Linked DNA regions of Mus musculus: region 1 is linked to region 2. A link is a contact called in public Hi-C data. All regions are on one chromosome and are shown on one strand. The core of a region is the stretch at or near the end of the contact, and the rest is flanking DNA. Distances in the headings are between cores, read along the strand shown. Region 1 overlaps Zmiz1os1 (a long non-coding RNA gene). Region 2 overlaps Gm32008 (a long non-coding RNA gene).

Region 1 (3,885 bases), core at 157-2,656, 550 kb after region 2:
CTGCTTTGCCCAAGCCACCCTGCTGCTTCTCGGAAGCAGGCAATGCCAAGCAGGCAGATGGCCGGCAGGTCCCCTCAGAGCCCTGGGACCCAGATGGTCATCCCAGCATTAGGTAAGGCATCACAGCAGCAGCGAGAGAGAATGTACTGCCAGCCAAAGCCACCAAAGCCCCCATTCTAGCCAGGGGCCTCACTGTCTTCCCTCCTGAAGCCTAGCTATTGCTGTGTCTGGGAGGCCCATGGGACATCAGAGATGCTGAAATTTGGAAGCTACAGTTCAGAGTGGCCACATTCAGGAGGCCATAGCCCAGAACAGTCATGTCCTCCCAAGAAAAGCCTCTGCCATTTCTGTTGCTGATCTGTCAGCAGACCAAAAAAAACCTGTCCTCTCCTCAGTCTTACAACCAGGCTGTGAATCCAAGTCAGCTCCAGACCTCTGCATCTCCCTTGGGGTTGCGTGGGCTCAGGAAAAGCACTAATAATAGACTCTAATACTCCTTAAGGGCCTGCCAGAGACAGCTAGGAGTTCTCAGAGCTTCATGGGTAAAAACCAATCCCTGTAATGTGTAAAAAAAACAACCCTGAGAGGCAAGTCTGTTGAGGTCTCCACTTTACAGATGAGGAAATGGAGACCCGGAGAAGATGTAAAGATCCTAAGTCATACACCAGGAAATGAGGAAGCCAGAAGTCAGCCTGGCAGCCTGGCTCTGGAGCCAGTGTCCTCAGAAATATCATCTGTCTAAAGCCACTGTGAGTCCCATACTGCACTACGTCAGGGAGCTGAGACATATCACCTCGGGCTCAGGCGTGACGTGTCAAGAAGTGAACTGCCCATCACAGACACACAGCTGCCTTGGTGGAAATGTTTAAGCAGTGGGTAAGGACAAGCCTAGGTCACCTCTGCATCAGACAGAATAGACAAATGTCCCTGAGGCCAGGCCTTAAAGTCTTGGAGGAAGTGTGGGGACCTTAGGGAAACATGAATACTGACACAAGTTCATTCAATCACATGCTTATGAACATGTGCTCACATGCACATGTGTGAGCTTGTACATATGTGTCCCTGGACACAGTAGCTATTCTGGTGAACAAAGGATATTACTAAGTCCCTGCAAGTGTGGAAGCCCCTGGCTACAGAAGTATGTTCCCCCTTAACAAGTGCCTAGAGGACACTCCCTTCCCCCTTCTCAGCCTCACTTTCCCCACTGTTTGAGGAAGGGGTTGTCTGAGGTCATCTCCAAGGTCTTGGGCTTCTTGCCGCCTGGCCAGTCACCTGCAACTCTCTGTCCCCAGAGCTGGCAGGAGCTGTGACTCAGAAGCAAGAAGCAGCATAGGAGCTGCCCACTGCCCCCTTCCCCCAACACACACACAAAGGGCATCTTGTTACCACAGCCTGCCAGCAGGCAAGGGAGGGCTGGGAGGTAAGGGACCAGGATGCCTGTGTCAGCAGGACTGGGGGTAGGGCTCAGTTAGAGGCTCTGCCAGGGCCATCGGCTGGCTGGCCAAGGATCCCCAGCAGTGGGCAAGGCCTTGGGCAGGCAGGCAGCCCTGAAGAGCAGTCTCAGGAAATGGCCGGCCCCCAGGCTTCTGTATGCAACCGTGTTTGTCAAGCTCCTTTTTAGTATCATTATTTTTCATTTGGATTCTAAATGAACCTTGTGCACCCAGCAGCAGCCTCAGGCCTGGAATTTCCCAGCTGTGTGGGCTGAAACCACAGCCCCTGCTCAGAGCTTACCAGATGTGAGCACAGTCACTCTTCCAATCTGCAAAATGGGAGTGCTGAGTGGAGAAGATGCTTAAATCACACTCTCCAGTGGGGCAGACACCACCTCCCAGAGGAGCCCCAACACTGGTCAGGACACCCTGGTACCTTTCTTGTTGCTACTGGCTCTGTCACTTCCTTGCTTTGGATCCTAAGGCAAAGCACTTATCCCTTCTTACCTCCGTTCTCTAGCCAGTAAAATGGGGATGGCTGAAAGGCAGCAGAAACTAAATAGAAGATTCTTTCTGGGCATTACCTGGCATCATATTCTGACACTGAACAAAGGACAAGCTGGAAGACACTCAGATTGTCCGTGCTAGTAAATAAATCAGTCTGCAGTTCTGTTCCCATAAGCGTATGAATGGTGTGCATACATATGTACATGCGTGCATAAGTGGACAGGCAGGAATTCTCCCAGGCCAGTACTTGAGCATTGAGGCCATTATGTGAACAGTACGGGGTCCAAAGCAAAGGCTCTTTGAGGCCCTTGACCTCCTTAGGACAACTGGACTCTTGTGGCTGGTTTGTGATATCCAGCTAGCCACATCCTTGCAGAGCAAACTGGTGGCTGCAGACGCTGCATCCTCCGAGCACTGGGTGGAGCTAGTGGCCAGCTGCCCCCTAAAGCATGCATTACAGTCCCAAGGAGCAATACATGCTCATAAACACCCCCTAGAGTTGCACTCCCAACATTTTCCATAAACTTCTATGCATGGGCATCTCCTCGGATCAGTATCTGTAGGTCTCTTACACCCCAGAGAAAGGATTCTGCATTCTGTCAGGAACATCTAACTGACAGGCTTTCAAAAACTAATGTGTAATGGGTACTGGTTAGTCTACCAGATCCTCCAAATGCTACCGAGCTCCCAATGTTCTTTGTCCCACTTGATGCATGAAAGTGAGGCCCAAACAGGCGAAGGTAAGTCAGGCCCGTGGGATCAGAAAATGAAAAGGGTAGGCACAGATTGAGCCAGGGGAGGGGGTGGGTATGAAGGACCATAACCCAGAAACCTAGACAGAACACAGCCTTAGTTGTGGGCTTGGAGATAGCTATGAACGGTCGGCAGGCGAGAAAACAAGCCTGCATGCGTAAAGACTCTCTTCTACCATCCTCTACTCCTGGGGAAGATCTTAAGACTTCTTGGCAAACAGTGTTTCCTTTTGGGCAGTGCCCAGGTAGAGCATAGGCCTCAGGCACAGATTACCTGGTCTCTTCCTCCCCTGGTTGCATCAGTGACTGAGTGTGGGAGGCTCTTTGCAGGAAAACAGACCCACCCAGGCTGAGCAGAGCTTCCTGACACAACAGCCACTGCATCCCTAAAGGAGGAAGATCAGTGGACCCAAGGGCCACATCACATAGGAAAGACTGCATTGTACTGGGTTACCACTGCACAGGAGGCAGTTCAAATTCACCACCTATTTAGCAAATCTTCACTGAATGCCCTTGAAGTACCAGGCCCGGGACTAAGCATAGGAGCCCAGGAGAAAAAAAGCAGAGAGGGCCCGTGAGCTCACGAAACTCACACGCCAATGAGGGATGAACACGAATATGCTACAGGAAAAGAGGAAGGTCCCACAGTGGGGATACTTGCCTGGCCTTGCTAACAAGGGAAGACTTCTGAAGGAGGTAGCACTGAGCAGGATCTCCTGAAGGGTGAACAGGAGCCATGCAGACCAAGAGAAGGTGAATAATGTTAAGGACTAGAGATATCTAGGCAGGTGGAAGCAGGCACCCACAACTTTCACAAGAACCATAGAACATGGGGACAAGCACTCCACTCTACAATGGAGGAATCTGGGACTCCTGAGTGACTGAGTCAGGCAGAAGAAAGTGAGGCCCATCTAGCTGGGCAGCTTGTTTTGACCCTATCCCACACACTGACATCTCCAATGAGCCCTAGCTCATTTCCAGTCCATTAGCCAACCCTGACTCGGCAGCATCACCCTCTTAAAGGACTGGTTTGAGAGGCTTCCGGTGCTACATGCAAGCTCTGTGGGAAAATGTCATGTTTGTGTAGTGGGTTTTGTCCATTATGGTGTGTGTGTGTGTGTGTGTGTGTGTGTGTGTGTGTGTGTGTACACTTCTGAGATAGATGGAATGCAGTTCCTTGTGCATGATAGACA
Region 2 (3,912 bases), core at 62-2,561:
TTGGGAGTGATTTGGGAAGTGTTGCTGTTCCCTTGTCCTTTGCGAGCGAGCTGGTGAAGCCAGAGCAGGGAGGGAAAAGCTCCAGAGCCATCCCTCCCACGCATCTGGGAAGGTAGAGCGGGCTCCACTGCCCCTGCCTCCCCCGGGCAGGATTTACAGCCCACAGCTTGCAGATGACTGAGGAGAATATGGAAAGCTGGGTAATGATGTGGGAGAGAACACTCCCTAGCGCTGACGTGGGCTTCTCTGCACCAGAGACCCGAAGAGTGTGTAATTGAAGCATGCGCTCTGGATGGTTACAGCAACCACAGTCTTCATGATAGTACCTCCAATCTCCCCTCAGCTCCAGGGGAATGTGGAGGCAGGAGCCAGAGCCTGGTGAAAGGCAGACCCTTTCACCATTGGACTAGGAGCTTGGACTTCTACAAGAACCCAGGGTCTCAAAAAAAAAAAAATCTACAAGGAAGACAGAGTTTGCCCTCAACATTCCCTTTCCACAAAATGCAGTCCTGATCGGTGGTTGGAATGTGGCGAAAAAAAAAAAAAGGTAGTCTGAGGGGAGATGCCAGTGTGAAGTCTGAGCATTAAGGATACACCATCTTTAAAACACTATCTCTAGCTATAAGTATGTCCTGGGATATTCAGGAGATCCTTGCATTTATTTTTAATGAATATGTTAGAGAATGACAGGGGTACATGAAGGCTTCTAGGGCAAGTGAGGGAGGCTCTGTCATAGCATGGCCTGTATCCATCTCGTGGATTTCTGTCCCAGAAGGCAGCTATGGGAACAGTGCAGTCTAAGCCCATGGGAGAAGAGGCAGGGAATGGAACTGGGGGTGCTTAGGTGAGCATCGATTCTCACCTTCAGGTCCCTAAAGGTGGAAGGAGAACATCCTAGCCTTTGAAAGGAGAGTTAAATCCGATGGGGTAGAATCCATGGGCATAGGTGGCATCTAACTCCTAACAGCTACTTACATTCATTAATATTTACTCTGTACTGGGCACTGTCATTATTGCTGCAGAGGATGCTGTCATTATTGCTACAGATACTGAGGCTCATTCTTGAGGCTTCCACAAATGACCACAAACTTGGTTGTATAGAAATAACAGCGTCTTCTCTCATAGCACCAAAGTGCCAACTCAAGTTTGGTATTAAGATTTCACTGCTGGGACTAAATACATGAAGAAACCAACTTAAAGGGGGGCTTGGATTACTGTGGATTGTGCTTGTACAACCATGGGTGGCTGGCTCTGTTGTCATGTGCCAGCGACTAGGATGAATCCCACGTGGTGGGAGAAAGCTGCTCTGTCTCATGGCAACTGGGAAACAAAGGGACAGAGATCAGAGAAAGGACCAGGCACAAAGGCAAGTGCACACTCCCAATGACCTACTTTCCCAGCTGAGGTACTGCCTCTCAGTGTCCCCAACTTCCCAATAATGTCATCAAATTAGGAGTCATCCATTGATGGGGTCAAGGTCCTCATGAGGTAGTCAGTTCCCCAAAGTCTCTAACCATTGCTTAAGGACCAAGCTTTAACAACTCATGACCTTTGTGGGTATAGGACAGCAATATCTTTGTGAACTTGGAAAGGGTGTCTTTCCTTGTTCTCCCAACTTCTGGTGGCTTACTGCAGTCTTTGGCTGTCTTTGGCTGTCCTTGGCTGCCCTTGGCTGCCCCTGGCTTGAAGTTGCTGCCTCTGTCTTCTCAGTGCTGGCTCCACCATGACTGGATCCGAACATCGAGCCATTCTGGTACCCTAGCATGACAGGGTCTCAGGATCCATAAGTGATTGACATTCCTGAAGACCTGTATCTCTATCCCAAACCATGTCATATCCACATATCCTAGGTAGACATTCATTTGGGGGAGTATTAGTGACTGAATGTTTCATATATTAAGATTCATACATTGAAGCCTCAATACCTAGTGAGATCATAATTGAATATGGGGCTTTCATAAGGTAAATTTGGGTTAGGTAAGGTCTCAGGGGAGACCTCTGGATGGACTGGTAATTTCATAACAAAAGGTTATACAAAGAAGCGTTCCTGTGACTACACAGCACACAGCCTGAGACAAGTATATTAGCCTGGGAACAAAGTCTACTCAGCATCACCTTGATGTTAGATTTCTGGTCACTGGCATTGCGGGAAATAAATCACATTCTTGAAATACAATCTATGGTTGTGTTTTGATAGCAGACTACACTAAATAGTAGGGACCTCTGTTCAACCACTGGTACAGAGAAGCCAGCAGCAGAAGAGACCAAAGGTTTTACCCCTTCCCCAAGGCCTCAAAAGGGTTCTTCATTTTTTAGCAGGCAAGGTGTTTCCCTCGGGATGGGCTCTCATATAGCCCAGGCTGATCTCAACCATGAAATGTAGACAAGGCTGATACTGAAACTCCCAGTCTTCCTTCCTCTATCTTCCCATTGGTATGATAACAGGCACTTACCATCATGCCCTATTGGTATGGATTTCTCTTGTGGGTTCCAGCTGGTTTTACTGATCTGGGAATCGGGTGATATGTCAGAATCTCTTTGAGTCTTGGGATTCCCCAGTAGCTCTTGGACCGTGCTCACTGTATTCCATCTACCAGTGGTGAACTCGGAACCATCAGGCAAAGTTATAGCAGTGGACGGCATCTATCTGCATTCATGGAGCCTGAGCCTCAGCAGACTTTGACTTCTGACCTCTGCAGGGAAAAACCAGGCCTGTGGAAAAGGCTGATCTATGCTGTAGTTATCTGTCTCCCAGGATTAGAGGGCCAAGACAGAGGAGGTAGTTGTAAATCATCTAGAGTATAGTAAGTCAGAAGGTCCTTCCAGACCTTTCCATTCCTTTGGCAAGACTGAATGCAAAGAGAGCCCCGTTTCATGCTGAGGATGGGAGGGGATGACTTCTAAGAGCTAGGGGCCTTGCCACTTAAGCAAAAGACAACCCCTGCCCCTCCTCCCCACAATCCAGCTCCCCGCCCCCAGCCCCGGCCTCCCCTGGCATCTATAATTCCGTTTGTTGTGCTCGCAAACACCGTGTTGGAAGATTTCATGCTAATGAAAGGGTTTCTTGATTAGGTTACACTGTTACTGTAAATGTTCCCTCATTATCTATGTTATGGTAGGAATTTGAAAAAGTATAAATTGAGCGTCTTGCATAATTTATAAAACTTGAATGTTTCCTAATTAGTTCGGTTAGGTTAATGATGGTGCCTGGCGTCACTTCTTCCTGGTCTCTGCTAATGACCTTTCCCCTCGTCTTGCTGTCTTTCCCTCCCCACCACCAGCCCCTCCCCCATGTCCCCAACCACCAGCTTCCAGAGTGGCCTCCTCCATCAGGTGGGAGGAAGCAATGCCTTTGCAAAAATATGAATAGCTCCTTTTTCTCTCTCTCTTTCTCTTTCTGCATCTGCCACCCCGCCTCCAGGCCAAGAGGCAGCCTGCTTGAGGTCGGCCAGCTAGAAATCTGGTGCAGGCCAATCCCCCAAGAATGCCTGCCGTGAAGTGCATTCCGTTAGCTTTTGCTTAGAGACTGGCCTCTATTAACAGCCTGAGAAGGGAAAATGCTGGAGGAGGTGGGGGAGGGAGAAAAAAAAACCCTCTCCAAAGGGTTCTAAAATAACATTTGCATCCCCAAGTAATTCCCAGCTCTCCCTGGCAACCATTCATTTCTTCCAAACAGCAGAAATTTGCAATATGAAAGTGGATTGGCTTCTCCCTCCCTTGGGGCCCCTGTATCTCTTCATCCAGCGCCTTGGGTAAAAAGCAATGCATACGTTTACAATATAAATGTGATTTAATCGACCTCCCTGTCAGGGAGAAATGGCAAGCATATCAAACAAGACCAAGATGTTAGAAAGAAAAATCATAAATTATTCCTGTGACGAGTTTCTGAGCCGCCTCCTGGACTACTAGATG

The links. A called contact is a pair of places that touch in the nucleus more often than the background predicts.
Region 1: a Hi-C map of the N1E-115 cell line shows a contact between it and region 2, with 6 times the contacts expected there. The contact joins two enhancer-like sites. A contact is called at or near these places in 1 of 484 Hi-C or Micro-C datasets (the N1E-115 cell line) and 10 of 115 datasets of contacts at active chromatin or transcription factors (the NIH/3T3 cell line, bone marrow-derived macrophages, cardiomyocytes and 7 more).

The regions. Positions count from the first base shown.
Region 1 is chr14:25,370,410-25,374,294 of GRCm38.p6, forward strand. The region is part of intron 1 of Zmiz1os1 (a long non-coding RNA gene); the gene reads right to left. Among named protein-coding and RNA genes, the nearest start is that of Gm41113, 6.9 kb to the right of the region's middle. Within about 2 kb of position 1,407, at least 161 of the 459 cell types and tissues checked have an H3K27ac peak or open chromatin away from gene starts, as enhancers often do. A contact at or near this core is called in the N1E-115 cell line, where this site is marked.
Region 2 is chr14:24,823,215-24,827,126 of GRCm38.p6, forward strand. The region is part of intron 2 of Gm32008 (a long non-coding RNA gene); the gene reads left to right. Among named protein-coding and RNA genes, the nearest start is that of Gm31951, 5.2 kb to the right of the region's middle. Within about 2 kb of position 1,312, at least 48 of the 459 cell types and tissues checked have an H3K27ac peak or open chromatin away from gene starts, as enhancers often do. A contact at or near this core is called in the N1E-115 cell line, where this site is marked.